Regions from separate parts of the Gossypium hirsutum genome. Here regions 1 and 2 are each linked to region 3. Evidence: chromatin contacts called from public Hi-C data. All regions are on one chromosome and are shown on one strand. The core of a region is the stretch at or near the end of the contact, and the rest is flanking DNA. Distances in the headings are between cores, read along the strand shown.

Region 1 (4,980 bases), core at 939-3,438, 250 kb before region 3:
CCATCTCATGGTTGTGATCCTTTGCAAATTTACTAACTACCCACCTATGTGTTATCTTATTAAGTGAAAACATAATTTGAGCCTTGCAACGAGTTCTAATCATAACTCTTGGCTCTCGTACCCTTTTCCCATTATTCATCCATTTCTTATCTCTCTCTCCTTCTCTATTAACAAATACCTTAAAATAACTTCCTTTGTGTTGTTGTCTCTCGTACCTCCTATCCCCTTATCTCTTTTTGTTTTGTATGGAGGCCTTTTCTAGAATGTTACCACATGCTCAAAGTACTAATGTTATTAGGGGAATTCGGGCTAGCCAAAACGGCCCTAGTATTAACCACTTGTTTTTTTGTCGATGATGCTCTTCTATTTGTCAGGAACAAAAAGAAAAAACTGAAGTGGAGGCCTTTTTGAATATCCTTAGTGACTTTGCACAAATCTCGGGCCAAAGCATTAATCTTGACAAATCTATGGTGTTTTTTTAGCCCGAACACTCCTATGAACCAACATCAACAATATGGTGACTTACTTAGAATGAGAGTGGTTGACAAGCTCGATAATTACCTTGGCTTACCCCTCCTCGTTGGGAAGAAAAAGTCTATGACCTTTCAAAGTATTACTAACCGTATTTCTTGCAAGATTAACAGTTGGTCTAAGAGGCTCCTATCTTGTAGGGGTAAAGAAATTTTCATTAAATCTATACTTCAATCCATTCCAACTTACGCTTTTTCAGTTTTCCTTGCTCCCAGAGGCATCATTGAAGACTTACAATTCAAAATTAATCGTATGTGGTGGAATGGTAAAGATAGAGGTCAGAGCTGGTCAATGCTCACTTGGGACAGAGTCTGCTTTCCCGAAGGCATGAACGGCCTCGGCTTTCGGGATCTTCTTCTTTTCAACTTGGCTCTCTTAGGCAGACAAGTTTGGAGACTTCTTACTTGTAAAGATACTTTGTGCTATCATGTGTTAAGTTCAAAGTACTTCCCTGATGGAGATATCTTTCGCCCTAAATGTATAGACAAGCCAACGTACACTTGGATCAGTATTGCTACTGCTACTAAAACCCTCGTGAATGATTTCGGTTGGCATATGGGCGACGGCAACAGCATCGAAATTTGTAAAGATAATTGGGGTTTTAAGGGTTTAAATGGTGATTCGTTTTGCTCCACTATTCTGACTTTCCATGAACGAAAAGTGAAAGACCTTTGGAACAATAACTACACGTGCTGGAACAAAGAAAGGGTGCATGAGCTTTATGGTAATAGTATGGGGGACCAAATTTGTAAAATTCTAATTATTGCAAAAGGTCCGAATGACAGAAAGGTGTGGTTTCATAACCCCCCACGGTTTCAATACCTCTAAGTCAGCTTATTCGTGGCTTCTCCTCAAGCAGGTGGGCTTTGGCCCTCATAGATTCTTCTGGAAAACAATCTGAAAGCTGAATACATTGCCCAAGATCCGTGTTTTTTGCTGGTGGGTGAGTTATGGCATTCTTCCTAAGTATGCTAAGATTTCTTCTATTCGTTAGGATTTTAGAAAAGAGTGTCCTAGGTGCGGTGCGAGGTGGAAACCCATAATCATGCCCTGAAAGATTGCCCCACCACTCGCGCCATTCTTGCTCTTGGTGGCCTTTACAATAGGCTCCTCATTAGAGAGTATTCACAATGCATCGACTGGATCGAGGACGTCATGCGTGTTTTGGATATGAAAGCGGTTGCCGACTGCATTACAACGCTTGGAACAGCTGGAACAATCACAATAACTTTGTCTTTAAGGGCAAGGAGGAAGATGTGAGGGTGGTCTGGGATAGAGCAATAACCCTTTGCCAAGATTTTCGTACTCATAACTTGGTTAACAAGCCGCTGCTGCCTGTTACTCCTGCTACTAAAAACTGGGTGAAACCTCCGCGCGGTTTTGTGAAAATTAACTTTGATGCCGCTGTGTCTAATAATAAGATTGGATATTGGGTGATTGCACGTGACTCCGATGGTTTCGTACTTGGAGGGTGGAGGCTTCAAAGATGTTGAAATGTTAGCTGCATGGGTGGAGCTTTATGCTTTTGAAGAGAGTTTGAAGTTTGCTTTCTCCCTTAATATTTCTAAAGTGATTTTCGAATCAAACCGTGTCAGCTTGGTTAACAAGGTGAAAAAACGTGGCAAGGATATTACCATGTTGGGCTACGGTCTGCAAGGAATTGGAAAATTTTAATTCGGTCATTTTCAATTGGGCCAACCGCAGCTATAATAGGATTGCGGCTTTTCTTTGCAAACAGGCTATTAAAAATAATTGTAATTGGACTTTTGACATGGATTATTCTATGGATATCCATGATTTTGTTATTAGTGATTCAATAAATTGAGTTTGACCCTTAGGTCTTTTTACAAAAAAAAAAAAAGAAAATTGTAAAATAAGATTGCTTTAGATAATGACTTAAACTCCCTACCTTGAACATCTATCATTGTTATTTCTGGTGCATCTTTACCATTAAAAAATCCATCGAATTCATGGTGCCTATCTAATTCTTCATCCTTTACTTCATTATTTTTTGAAAATCCCGCCTCATTAGATCTAATGCTCATAGTTCGCTGGTCATTCAAATCAAATTCAGTCACCCATTTCATCAACCTTCCAAGTTGTCGAATCCCTAATCTCTTATTACACTTTCCAATTACCTAATCCCCAAATACCTTATCAGATAGTTAATTCTTCACTACCCTTAGTAGCTCTAGCGCTCATAATCGCCTAGTCATTTAAATATAATTCAACATTCTCCCCAATTTCATCAAACCCCCAACTTGTCAAATCCCTAATCCTCAATTTCACTTTCTAATTCCTTATTCCCCAAATACCTTATCACATATTCAAATCTTTGCTACCAATGTTTCTAAACCACACCTACCCAATTCTAAATTTTGGAAACAAAGTCAAACCCTTATCGGAAATGGCAAATGGAAAATTTTCTATTCCTATGCTTGCCTTCTATTCCTTTTTGAAGAATGTTCAAAGTTTTACTTTTACTTTCGTGGGTACCATTCCAAAGCACCGCTTCATCCATGCTTTCATGAAAATGGAAATTTCCAAATGTTGTGGAAAGTGACAAATGTTATCACCCAAAATAGAATGAAACTGGTTGAAACATATTTGTAGGTTACTTCATATTACATGTGGCATCATCGATAGGCCAACTAATCTTGTTTTGCTAACTAGTTTTGTCACACCCCAAACCCGACCAAGACGGACCGACCTGAATTCGAAACATTACATTAGTCACTTAAGTGACTCTCCGGCTAACGACCACTCAAGACACACCCTGACCTTATAACACCTCAATTTTATCTAAGTAGTTATTTATTAATACGGACGCAAATTATGAGCCCATTTTAAACTATTTTTAGGTAATTTAACCTAAGGGCATTTCCGTCATTTTACCACCTATGGTAAAACTAACTTGGTTTTAGATCTAAATGTTTACCGATCGTCTTTTAGTCAAAATTATGCAAGCCTAAAAATTTTAATTTAAATTGAGTTTGTTTGCTGTGTCTAATTCAAGTTTTATTATTAGGGACTAAATTGTAACCATACAAACTATCAGGACCTATTCTGAATTACAAATTGTGTTTCTATCAAAATTTACCCTTTACGAGACTAATCCTAAAATTTTACCAAGTTTCCTTATCATCTTAGAGATCTAAGTAGACTAATAAACTTTCAAGACTAAATTAGAACTTAAACAAATCAAAATACCAATTTAAAAAGATAAAAAATTCAAACCCCCAAAAACCCACACGGCCGTGTCCCCCAGACCATGTGTCATTAAATACCCTTGTTCGTGTCGTGAAAAAATTCTAGGCAGATTGCACATGCCCGTGTGGGAATCCCAAACACCCGTGTGTGATAGCTCCAGTTTCCACACGCCCGTGTGCAACCCCTCACAAGCCCGTGTGGACAAGCACATGCCCGTGTGAAAACCACTGCACCTATTTTCGAGAAAAACTCATTTTAAAACCCGATTTTACATATTTTATTGGTCAAATTAACCCGATTTAATTATGATTAACTAACATACATATACATAGACCTTCAATTGAATTTATTGACATCAATTAAGCCTTAATTAAATAGAATTTGGCAATCAATTTCATGCACATCAAACACCGAATAAATCTAACAAGTGGTTTACCTTAGTCGCTAGTAAACCACTCCATGGAAGCTTCAATTAAACAATTGTTAGTATAAATTCCATGCTCCACACACCATGTTATCAATCACCGTGTTATCAAGTAACAATACACCGTAAATCATCCAATAATTAAACTCAAACATGCCTCAAAATTATTATAAAACCATCCCAAATAAATGTTCAATGTCCGAAGTCTAATTACAACCAAAATCAAACTAATTCTCGGGAGTACCACAATGCCCAATTACAATCTCTAAAATGTGTAATAAAGTCTCTACCAAGCCTAAGTCTCTTGGAACTCCCTTGCTTGGCTCCTCAGCTCCTCAATCCTGACAATTATCTGCATGAATGTGAGGGTGTGAACTTTAAAAAGCTTAGCGAATGTTAATAAAAATGACTAGTAAATCAACATCCAATTCATGCTTAATTCACAATCAATCATTCACCAATTGTCAGCCAATATAATTAACATGTCAATTTAATTTCCAAAAGCATTTTCCATTCCAAAAATCAATTATTCATGGCTTTCAATTATCAATTGACATAACAACAATCATAGATAAATATATTGGCATACATTTATCATGGCTTAATCGGGTGATCATACATTGAATAATCGGATCTCCGAACTCCCACAAATAACAAATGTAGTCCGCCGAGTTGAGCAGGCCAAAGCAATCACTCCTTTATAGCACTTCAAATAACCCATTGAGTGGAGACTCATGCTCAACACTCCCTTATCTACTCCAAATCAGTCCACCTAAAGCCTCATTGCTCACAAATAATATATCAATATAGTGAGT
Region 2 (5,030 bases), core at 1,833-4,332, 170 kb before region 3:
CTCATCACTAGCAGTAGAAAAGTTTTACACTCAGACGAAGGGTGTGTTTGATAATGCTTAATGCAGAAACTATTAAGTTAATTTTATTTTTAAAAACACATTTGAAATAAACAAGCTCTTAATTTTTGTTTAAAAATAAATATTCAAATGACTATATTTAACTTTAATTGATAACTATTTAAAATAATATAAAATACCATATTAATAAGACTGAAATTATGAAATAAAGAACTATGAAATATAAAATACTATCTTAATAACAAAAATATAAAATACTTTATTAATAAGATTAAAATTATAAGATAAAGAATTTTTAAAATCAAGATTTACTATTATCAAACAACATAAATATAATCCTTTTGGACTTAATTTTTACTAATATACCAAACAATTATATCATATAAATTCAGTACTAAACATTCAAAACTTAATTTTTCACTTAATTAAACATCTAACATACCAAATAGTTTTATAATATAAATTTAGTATTTATAAAATTCTACCAAAAATTCAGTACTTACTTTTTTTGGTACAATTGTGATTTGAACCAAGCTATTCCCGGGGAAGGGGATCGTTCGGCCAATAGGTCACAACTTGGGGTTCCAAAAATTCAATACTTAATTTTTCAACATTTTAATTGTTTAGTTGATCAAACAACACAAGGCTTTGCTTGAACCTAAAAGGCAGCATGTATACATTCATGATACTAAAAGCCAACTTGTAACCAGACATTAAGGTTTAAAAGACTCAACCAGAGGTGAAACTGATCAGACTTCCAATTCTAGTCCAACCAGTTGAACCGACCGCTTCAAAATAGTTTTTTTTTTGTCTTTAATATTAAAATAGTTTTGATTATAGTTTTTCCTTATACATTTAAGTTTACCAGGATCTGATTATTGATCACTAGAACTAAAAGTGTAGCACTCTACAAATAGACCACATAGTTATTGGCAATATAAAATATAGTTAATAATTAAAAAAAGTATGTTTTTGATTTAATAGTATAGATTTCAACATAAAATTATGAGGTTAGGGAAAACAACAAACAAAAAGAAGATAAAACCGATTTTTAACCGGTTCAAACTGTTTTGTGCTTGTTTGGTTACTAAGTAACTTAATATGCTAGCTGAAGCCGACAGTCCACCAGCTCACCAACCAGTCCAAATTTTTTAATCTATGCTAGACATCCCCCCCCCCCCTTTCTCTTCCCCACCAAAATGCATAGTAGAACATCAAGTAACTATTATCGGTTTTGAAGGTGCTTGTCAATAAAAGATGTCTGGTAATACAGAGAAGAGTGAGAACTCAGAAAATAAATGCAATTAATATGCATCATGACACTGAGAATACAACCCATCAGAAAAGCCTTTATGACAATCAATATTCACCCTCCCCACAACAAACATGCAAACATGCAATACACATAGAGTTCCTGAAGAAGTAGATATGGTGACTTACGGGATCAGGACTACACACTGCACTTTGGCTACTGCCACCTTCACAGGTCCAGCTACCATCCTCATGTATAGAAATGAACCCTGCTAGATTCTGGACAGAAATAACTGCTGCTTCTCTGCACATATGGATCAAAATTTCAAGAAGTAAAATAAAAAAGCACCAGAAAATTTACATAAACGGTAACTCCAGTGATTACATAATCTTATCTTTGCAACATTAAACAGAGATGAGAAATAAGAAAAAGAATTTTAAAATACTAAAAATCTCATTCTCAATGATATTAGCATCTTTGTACGCAATTTAAACAAGCCAATTATAGCTTTTATAAAATATATATAACTAATAGCTACTAAAACATACTCAATGCAAATGCAATGAAGCTGGCAAAGCATAAACACCTTACCTTTTAGTAACAAGAACAATATCGATATTCTGTCGAGAGCCAGTGTTGACATCCGGAATGTGAAGCCCCACATACACCTTTCCACCATAAAGCTTTTCAAGTCTACAATGAAGATGCATCAAAAGAAGCAATTAGTTGAGGAGTGGAAGGATTTGATTACGGCCACTTAAAGCTTACCAAAATACTCCGTTTTAAATTTAGCATTAATGTCAATTTTGGTCCCAAATAAGCTAATAAAATAACCTAAGACTATGTTTGATTGTTGCTTCTGCTACTTGATTTGTGCTACACAAAAGAGAGAGAGAATTAACACAAAATCCCGCTCCATATAACAGTAAAATCATGGACTTCGTTATTCAAAAGATCTGAAAATCAATTTTTAATTCTTCACATTCAAACGCATTAATCCTTTTCACTCACAAAGCCCAATAGCAAGTTGATAAAAGCAACAGCAAAAGAAGTGTCAATTCACAACATTTTTTCCATTCGTAAACACTACTTCAAAACTCTTTCTAAGAATTCAATTCTCCATGAAACCAAACAAACCTTAACAACCTAATACTTGCACAATCAAGCTCAGCTCAGAAACAAGCTCTACTAAAATCAAGAAAGTATCGCTCTTTTTTTTTCGGGGGGGGGGGGAATTTATTAGAAAATCATGAAAATAGAAAAATGTTGAAAGAGTAAAAGTAGCACCTATTGGCGACGGAGAAAGTAGCATCAAAATCAGAGGTTTCGAACTCCAAAACGTCGTCGGAGCCGTAGAAGAAGCGGCGGAACAAGCGGTAAAAGACAAGTCCACAGATGATCTCCACCCACATGGTGGACTCCTTTATTCTAATTTTTCCGCCGTAAAATATAAAACTTGAAAATGAAAATGAAATTGGAAGTTCCAACACAAACAAACGCCACAGCCACAGGATCCTATTTCCTTCTTATCTTCTCTTCTTTCTTTAGAAATAAAAATTGATGGGATTTTAACGTGGGAGTAAAAGCAACGCCGTGTTGACTACCGCTTCTCTGTTAGGAAAGAAAGGGCAGACCACCGGACCAGCTTAACACCTTAACCACTAAGCAGGAAAACAATGTTTCTTTATTCTAGCTAGTTGGTCACCTAACTTAAGGGGTTTTTTTTTATTTTTGTTCACTTAAAATTAATTCCTTGCAATTTGGTCGCTTTCATTTATCACACAATAGTTAAATCGCTATGTTAAGCTCGAATAGATCGATAACCATGAAGCTGAAAAGAATAAAAAGAAAGGTCGAGTCGATTTTTTTTGGATAATAAATGTTCAATAGGATGGTTTTTTTTTTCTAAAGCTTAATTGTATTTTTATTTTTTTATTAAGGGTTTTTTTAATCTTTCAGCCAATAAATTATTGAATTTTTTTATCCATTAATAATGTCAACTAATTTGTTACTATAATAATAAAATTAATTAATTTAATCTCCATATAGATTTTAAAATTTTATTTTATGTTTTGAGATTATCCTTAACGAAATCAACTCAAATAACGAAACTTAAACTTGTTTTGATAATATAAACCTGAGGAAAAAATAATTACAATTAATTAAATTAATTATTTGCTCTTCGTTTGGGAAAAAGTAATGAAAAAAACATGAGCTTTGTTTGGAATGGAAGATAAAATTAATTAATTACCAGGATTTTTCTTTGCTTTTATGATTATCTTAGCATAGAAGATTCAATATCATATAATAAAAAAATTGGCTTAATATACTATTTGATACTTGAAATTGACATTTTTCCTAATTTGGTACTTAAACTTTTTTTGTCCAATTTCATATCCAAACTTGACACTTTTTCCTAATTTGGTACCTAAACTTGACATTTTTTCTTAAGTTGATACTTAATCTTTTTTGGGGTCCAATTTGATACCTGAACTTGACTCTTTTTCTTAATTTGGCATGTAATCTTTTTTTTGTTCGGTTTGGTACTTGAATTTGTCAAACATTTTACAAATTACTCCAATATACTAACAATGTTATTTTTTTATGAGGTAGCAAAAATAATCAATGTATGACCAACATATGACACATGATATGATATTTTTTAGTATTTTATATGTTCAATTACTTTTAGTTTTATTTAATTAATTAATTATTTTATTAATTGAAAATAGTGAGTTTCTTTTCATTTGATTTTTTAAAACTATTTTTTTTCTTATTTAATATTAATTCGTTAAGCATAGCTCAATTCCTACTTTTTTTACATGAATTTCCTCTAACACTGATTATATTTTTGTAGCATAACAAAAAAATTAACACTGTTAGTGTTTTTGTAACACCTCATACCCAGCCTAGACGTTATGACCGAATCCTGAGGAATTAACACTGTTATCTTATCCGGTTACTTCATTTAAATTCCAAAAAAAACACACATAAAATTACTTATTTTTTGTAGCGAAAGTTAAAATAGAGTTTTGAAAATCATAATTTGGCTTTGAAGTTTAGTGCATTGCAGTTTGAATTAAAATAATCTAAAACATTAAAGTAGTTCAAAACGAAAAATAAAATCTAAAATATAATCAGTCCTCAAAAGTCTAAAAACAATCCAATGGAAAATAATATTTAAACTGAACAAAATAATTAAAAAAAACCAACAATTTTTAACCGAGCTTCCGCCACACCGATTCGTCCTAAGTCTGTTGGTTACCTAAGAGAAAAACAAACAGAAAGTGAGCTTACGGCTTAGTGTGTAACACATCTCAAACAACAAATCATACACATATAAATTAACAGATAGTATTTCAATTTATGCTCAGATACAAATTAGAGATATTTTCATTAACAGAAGCAGATGCAGAATCAGACCCTACCCCCATCCGCTACACACCATCTCCGTCCATCTCTACACACCAATTAGGGTATCAAGTACCCATTCAACCCCATACACCAATAAGTGAGCGTATGTCACTTTTCAGAAGTAGTGCAGTCAAGCTACCAATTAATAATATGCGATAAACCGCCAGTAACATATATATATGGTTGAGTCACCAGAACAGATATATGTGGTTTTAAACCACCAAATAAGGCAGATAATTAAAATGCCAACACTTCCTCCGTCATATCACATCCAAACCCAATGTAAATGTACGTACTAATAGAAATTCAATATACAAATGTCATGCATACTTTTCGTATGTAATCA
Region 3 (4,895 bases), core at 714-3,213:
CAATTTATTAATATGATAAAGAATTAAGGATATTCCTATCCATTCAAAAATTCCTTCTGCTTTTATATATATTATACAATTATAGATATAAGCTAGAAAATTCTCTAAAGCAAATTAATTGACACATTTTAGCCTAAAAGAAAAAAAAACGTAGCAAAATCAGAATTCAAACCAAACAATAAAAGAAAATAATGAAAATACAATTAATAAAAGGAAGTAATAAACTTCCGTGATTGACTTGATAATCAAGAGCTATTAATTTTAGAACTTACTTGGGTTCGAACTTTTGAAGGAGTAATGATAAGTCTTTATTTGAATAGTTCCCTTTAGACACCCTTAAAGTGGGTGCGTGTGTACTAACCTCTTAATTGTACATTATAAAAAAAATTAGTAATAAACATCCAGTAAATATATATATATATATAACACATTGCATGACTAGACATATACAATGTCGTTCAAATGAATAAACAAACATTCCTCAACTTATTTTTTTTAAGCTTGAACTAGTTAATTTTTATATTGGGATTTTAACCCTTTTTTTCTAATTAGTTTTTAAATTTGACAATTTTTTCCACATTAAAACCTGGATTGTTTTTGGTCCAACTTTTTTTAAATGTAAATATCAGTGGCTAACTTGAATAAAAGAAAGCTCAAGCGGAATGGTAAAACAATTGTTAAGTTAAGAGATTAACTTAGACAAAAAGAAACTTCAAACCCCAATGTGAAATAAGTTCAACCCTTTCAAGGATATGAACCTTAAATTCAATAGAAAAGCAGCAGCCAAATCTTAAATCCAATTCCAAATATACAAACCGAGTAACAATCAGCAAAAAGGAAATACAGACAGTCTTTAAATAAAACATCAAAGCACAAATAGCTTAATCTATATTACAACCTAACAATAAGGAGACGTTGGAAGCCAACAACACCTCTCCTGCTCAACTTTTGGGATTTGCATCGACAATACTTTGGTATAACCACCAATTCCCCTGCCATTCAATAACAAGGAATTATGAAATCTTCTAAACAATACTAAGTTCACCAACATCTTTCAATAAAAAGAAATCAAGTCTTACAAAGAATGGTGGGGCTGATCAATTATCATTAGCTGAAATTGCATTGCCATCCAAAACAATAAAAGAGGCATGAGCAATGTTGAGCCAATCCATACCGGTTCCTTGTTGGCATCTTTGACTTAAAAGAGGACAATATTCAATCTTCAATTGCTTGAGGCGTTGCATGTTATTTGGCAAACTTAACAGTTGTGGGCAGTGGATGATGGCAAGTTTTTCAAGTGATGTGAGATTGTGCCACTCTACTGAAGTTGTGAGGTTTACACAGTCTGCAATGGTTAGATTCTTTAAGGTGTTTGCGGACCCTCGTAGAAGCCATTGGGGTAAAGCCCCCAGCTTAGGTAAGTTTACAATGCCCAATGATAGAAGGCTGAAACCATCTTCTTCTACTTTTTCTATTTTCTCTTGGAATCCTTGTGTCCTACTCAAATCAAGCTGTTCGCAATCCGTAATAATTAGATATTGTAATGCAGTTAGATTTTCCAAACCAAGTGGCAATGATACCAAGTTTTTGCAAGCAGCAATAACCAGTGTATTCGGGGATGTGAGTTCCTGAATCTCTTGAAACAAATATTTCAGATTGGGACAGCCATAAATAACTAAAAGTTGAAGTGATTTCAAGTGTTGTAAACCATTACCACCAAGATCCTGTTGTTGTGTGGTTAATGATAAAAAATTGAGACTGACCATGTACCTCATATACTTAGGCAGCTCTTCAATTTGGCCACAACCATGAAAATTCAAAGTTTGTAATTTGTACAACTCACAAAGGGAGTTGGGAAGTTTCTTGATGTTGGGACAGTTAGAAAGGTCGAGAAACCTTAAATGCTTCAAATAACCAATCCATTTAGGCAATACTTGGAGAGTAAACTCAGAAAGATCAAGCATTCGCAAACATTAGAACCTTTTTAGACATGTTTCAATGAAGGATTTGTCGAAATCGGGAAGCTTGAGTGAACGCAAATGGCCAAATCTATTAAGGAATTCAGAGGGATTTTGGTTGAAGTTAATAAGCCACATATGTCGAATCCCAAAGGCAGTATTTTCCTCAAAGGAGTTGACTACACAACACTCATTCTTTGACACTGATAATGCAAGATCATGGAAAAGATGATGCATCTTAAAAGTATCAAAAATATATCCCTCATCATAATCTTGAAAGAAAGATCCCGACAACAACTCATTCAAATACTACATACCAATATCATACGGATTTTCATTTTTACTAGGGGATTCAAGAAGACCGTCAGCCATCCAAAATGCGATTAAGTTAAACTCATTAAAGCAATAATCATTTGGATAGAGTGAGCAATAAGCAAAACATTGCTTCAGCTGAGGAGACAGTTGATCACAACTTAATTTCATAATAGAAAATATTTCATTATCTTTCTCCATTAATTTCCACCTTTCACTATCTCTGACAAGTGTCCACTCTTGCTCTGAAGTTTTGAAGAAAAGCAAACTCCTCAATTCCTTCACTACTAGAGGAATCCCTTGGCATTTCTTCATAATTGCTTGCCCAATTTTCACAAGGTTTGGATGTTGTTTCTCTTTCCCTTTCTTGAAAGCAAATTTGAGAAACAAGGATAAAGATTTTTCATAAGGAAAAGCTTTCAAATAGTGGCAGGGGATTGTGCCTGTGATCTCTGCAACTCGGTTACTCCGAGTGGTGACTACAATTCTTCTTCCGCTAGCTCCTCCCGCTAATAAATTTTTGAATTCCACCCACTTTCTGTTATCTTCATTCCAGACATTATCTAAAATCAGCAAATACTTTTTACCATTCAAGCACTCCTGTAATGCCTCCTATAATTGCTCCAAATCCCTACTTCCAAGGTCTCCATCGCCACTATTTCCAGATTTAATGATTTTTACCATTAATCCTTTTAGATCAAAGTCAACGAAAACACACACCCATTGTTTCAACTCAAAGTGAGCATCTACAGTTGCATCATTGAAAACTAGTTTGGTAAGGGCGGTCTTCCCCAGACCTCTGATTCCAACTATGGGAAGGACGGGTATGTCTTCCTTCGCTGCATCATCCTGCGTTAACATCTTTACAATTCTTTTTTTCTCTTCATCTCTGCCAATGACCTCTGATGTTAGCACAAAAAATATTGTTTCCCTGTCCCAGCGCAGGTCATGACTTCGGCCATCATGTTTGTCAACGACATGAAGACTATTTCTCAATACAGTAATCTCATGAAAATTCTGATTGAGTTGCTTAATCTTGTGGGTCATCTTAAATCAAAAAAATAAGTGGGTTTTGTTATGAAACTACTTCAGGATTGAAATATATCAACATTTATTTTAGTTTTTTTAGTAGTTAGTTATTTTGCATGTTGCTTAAGTTTAGGAGAAAGTGGGATGTTGATGTTGATTTTATTTTATTATAAATACTGAATGTTTGCTGAATGAAATTGAATAACCTTCATCCATTTTTTTGGTTTTATGTTTTATTTCCTTTGAATTGTTACAATTGATATCAGAGCTTTATTCTTAAGGGATCTGTATGTGTGTGAGGGTGTTGAGTTATGGATGTTGAAGCAGGTTCTAGTTTTTCTTCAATTTCTCCACCAATGTTTGATGGAGACAACTACCAAGTTTAGGCAGTTCGTGTGGAGGCATATATGGAAGCTTTGGTATTTGGGAAGCAGTGGAAAAAGATTATGACATTCCTGTTCTCCTAGCTAATCCTACTATGGCACAAATAAAATTGTAGTAGAAAAAGAAAATAAAGAAATCCAAGGCAAAAGCTTGTTTGTTTGTTGCAATCTCGTCTACAGTCTTCACTCGGATAATGACTCTGAAGTTATTCTATGAGATATGGAATTATCTCAAGTCAAAATATGAGGGAGATGAAAGAATCTAAGGGATGCGTGTGCTAAACTTGATTCAAGAATTTGAGCTGCAGAAGATGAAGGAAATAGAATCAATTAAAGAGTAATCTGATAGGTTATTGGGTGTTGCAAATCGAATCAGATTACTTGGTTATGAGTTCAAGGACTCAAGAATTGTTGAAAAATTCTTATAACAGTGCCTGAAAAATTTGAGGCATCCATTTCGGCCTTGGAAAATACCAAAGATCTTACTCAAATCACTCTTGTAGAGATTTTCAATGCTTTTCCAACACAAGAGCAGAGAAGAACTATGAGACAAGAAGGTGCTGTTGAAGGAGCCTTGCCATTCAAGCATCACGAAAATGCAAAAAACAATAAGAAGAAATTTGTTAAGAAGAATCAAAATTCTACTTGTGAATCTTCAACTAACAACAAAGCAAGAATCAAATGAAAGCTGACTAGGAAGATGAGGATCAACTGTTTGTGGCTATATACTTTGTGGGCAGTGAGTCAAATGAAAGCTGGTTGATTGACAACAGCTGCACCAACCATATGACTCATGACAAGGAGTTGTTTAAAGATTTGGAGCCAACTAGCATCACCAAAGTTAGAATTAGCAATGGGGATTACATCTCTGTTAAAGGAAAAGGAACAGTTGCAATTGCAAGTTGTACAGGTACAAAACATATACAGGATGTTCTTTTTGTTCCTAAAATTGATCAAAATCTGTTGACTGTGGGGCAGTTTATTAAAAAAGGCTTCAAAGTCATTTTTGAAGATGAATATTGTCTGATTAAGGATGCAGCTAATCAAGATATCTTTAAAGTGAAAATGAAAGGAAAGAGTTTTACACTCAATCCTTTAGAGGAAGAACAATCTGCCTTTATTCTCAAAGAAGATGTCACACAGATTTGGCACAAGAGAGTTGGGCACTATCATCACCAAGGGTTACTACAACTAAGAGAAAAGGGGTTAGCAC

What was found. Hi-C and Micro-C count contacts between places; a contact is called where the count stands out from the background.
Region 1: a contact with region 3 is called in a Hi-C map of leaf, with 3 times the contacts expected there. The contact joins the enhancer-like site here to the promoter of LOC121215338 in region 3. A contact is called at or near these places in 2 of 34 Hi-C or Micro-C datasets (both in leaf).
Region 2: a contact with region 3 is called in a Hi-C map of leaf, with 2.6 times the contacts expected there. The contact joins the promoter of LOC107950534 here to the promoter of LOC121215338 in region 3. A contact is called at or near these places in 3 of 34 Hi-C or Micro-C datasets (callus and leaf).

The regions. Positions count from the first base shown.
Region 1 is chrD03:9,095,438-9,100,417 of Gossypium_hirsutum_v2.1, forward strand. No RefSeq gene overlaps it. Among protein-coding and RNA genes, the nearest start is that of LOC107950019, 31 kb to the left of the region's middle. Within about 2 kb of position 2,189, at least 4 of the 9 cell types and tissues checked have an H3K27ac peak or open chromatin away from gene starts, as enhancers often do. A contact at or near this core is called in leaf, where this site is marked.
Region 2 is chrD03:9,165,227-9,170,256 of Gossypium_hirsutum_v2.1, forward strand. LOC107950534 reads right to left here and starts at 3,083. Exons shown (of 7, transcript XM_016885403.2): 1 at 2,558-3,083; 2 at 1,862-1,963; 3 at 1,459-1,573. The coding sequence starts at 2,682.
Region 3 is chrD03:9,340,962-9,345,856 of Gossypium_hirsutum_v2.1, forward strand. LOC121215338 (putative disease resistance protein RGA1) reads right to left here and starts at 1,964. Exons shown (of 2, transcript XM_041089725.1): 1 at 1,080-1,964; 2 at 726-992. The coding sequence starts at 1,964. The coding sequence ends at 1,098. It overlaps LOC121215339 (a long non-coding RNA gene), which reads left to right and starts at 2,419. Exons shown (of 2, transcript XR_005911156.1): 1 at 2,419-3,094; 2 at 3,211-4,895.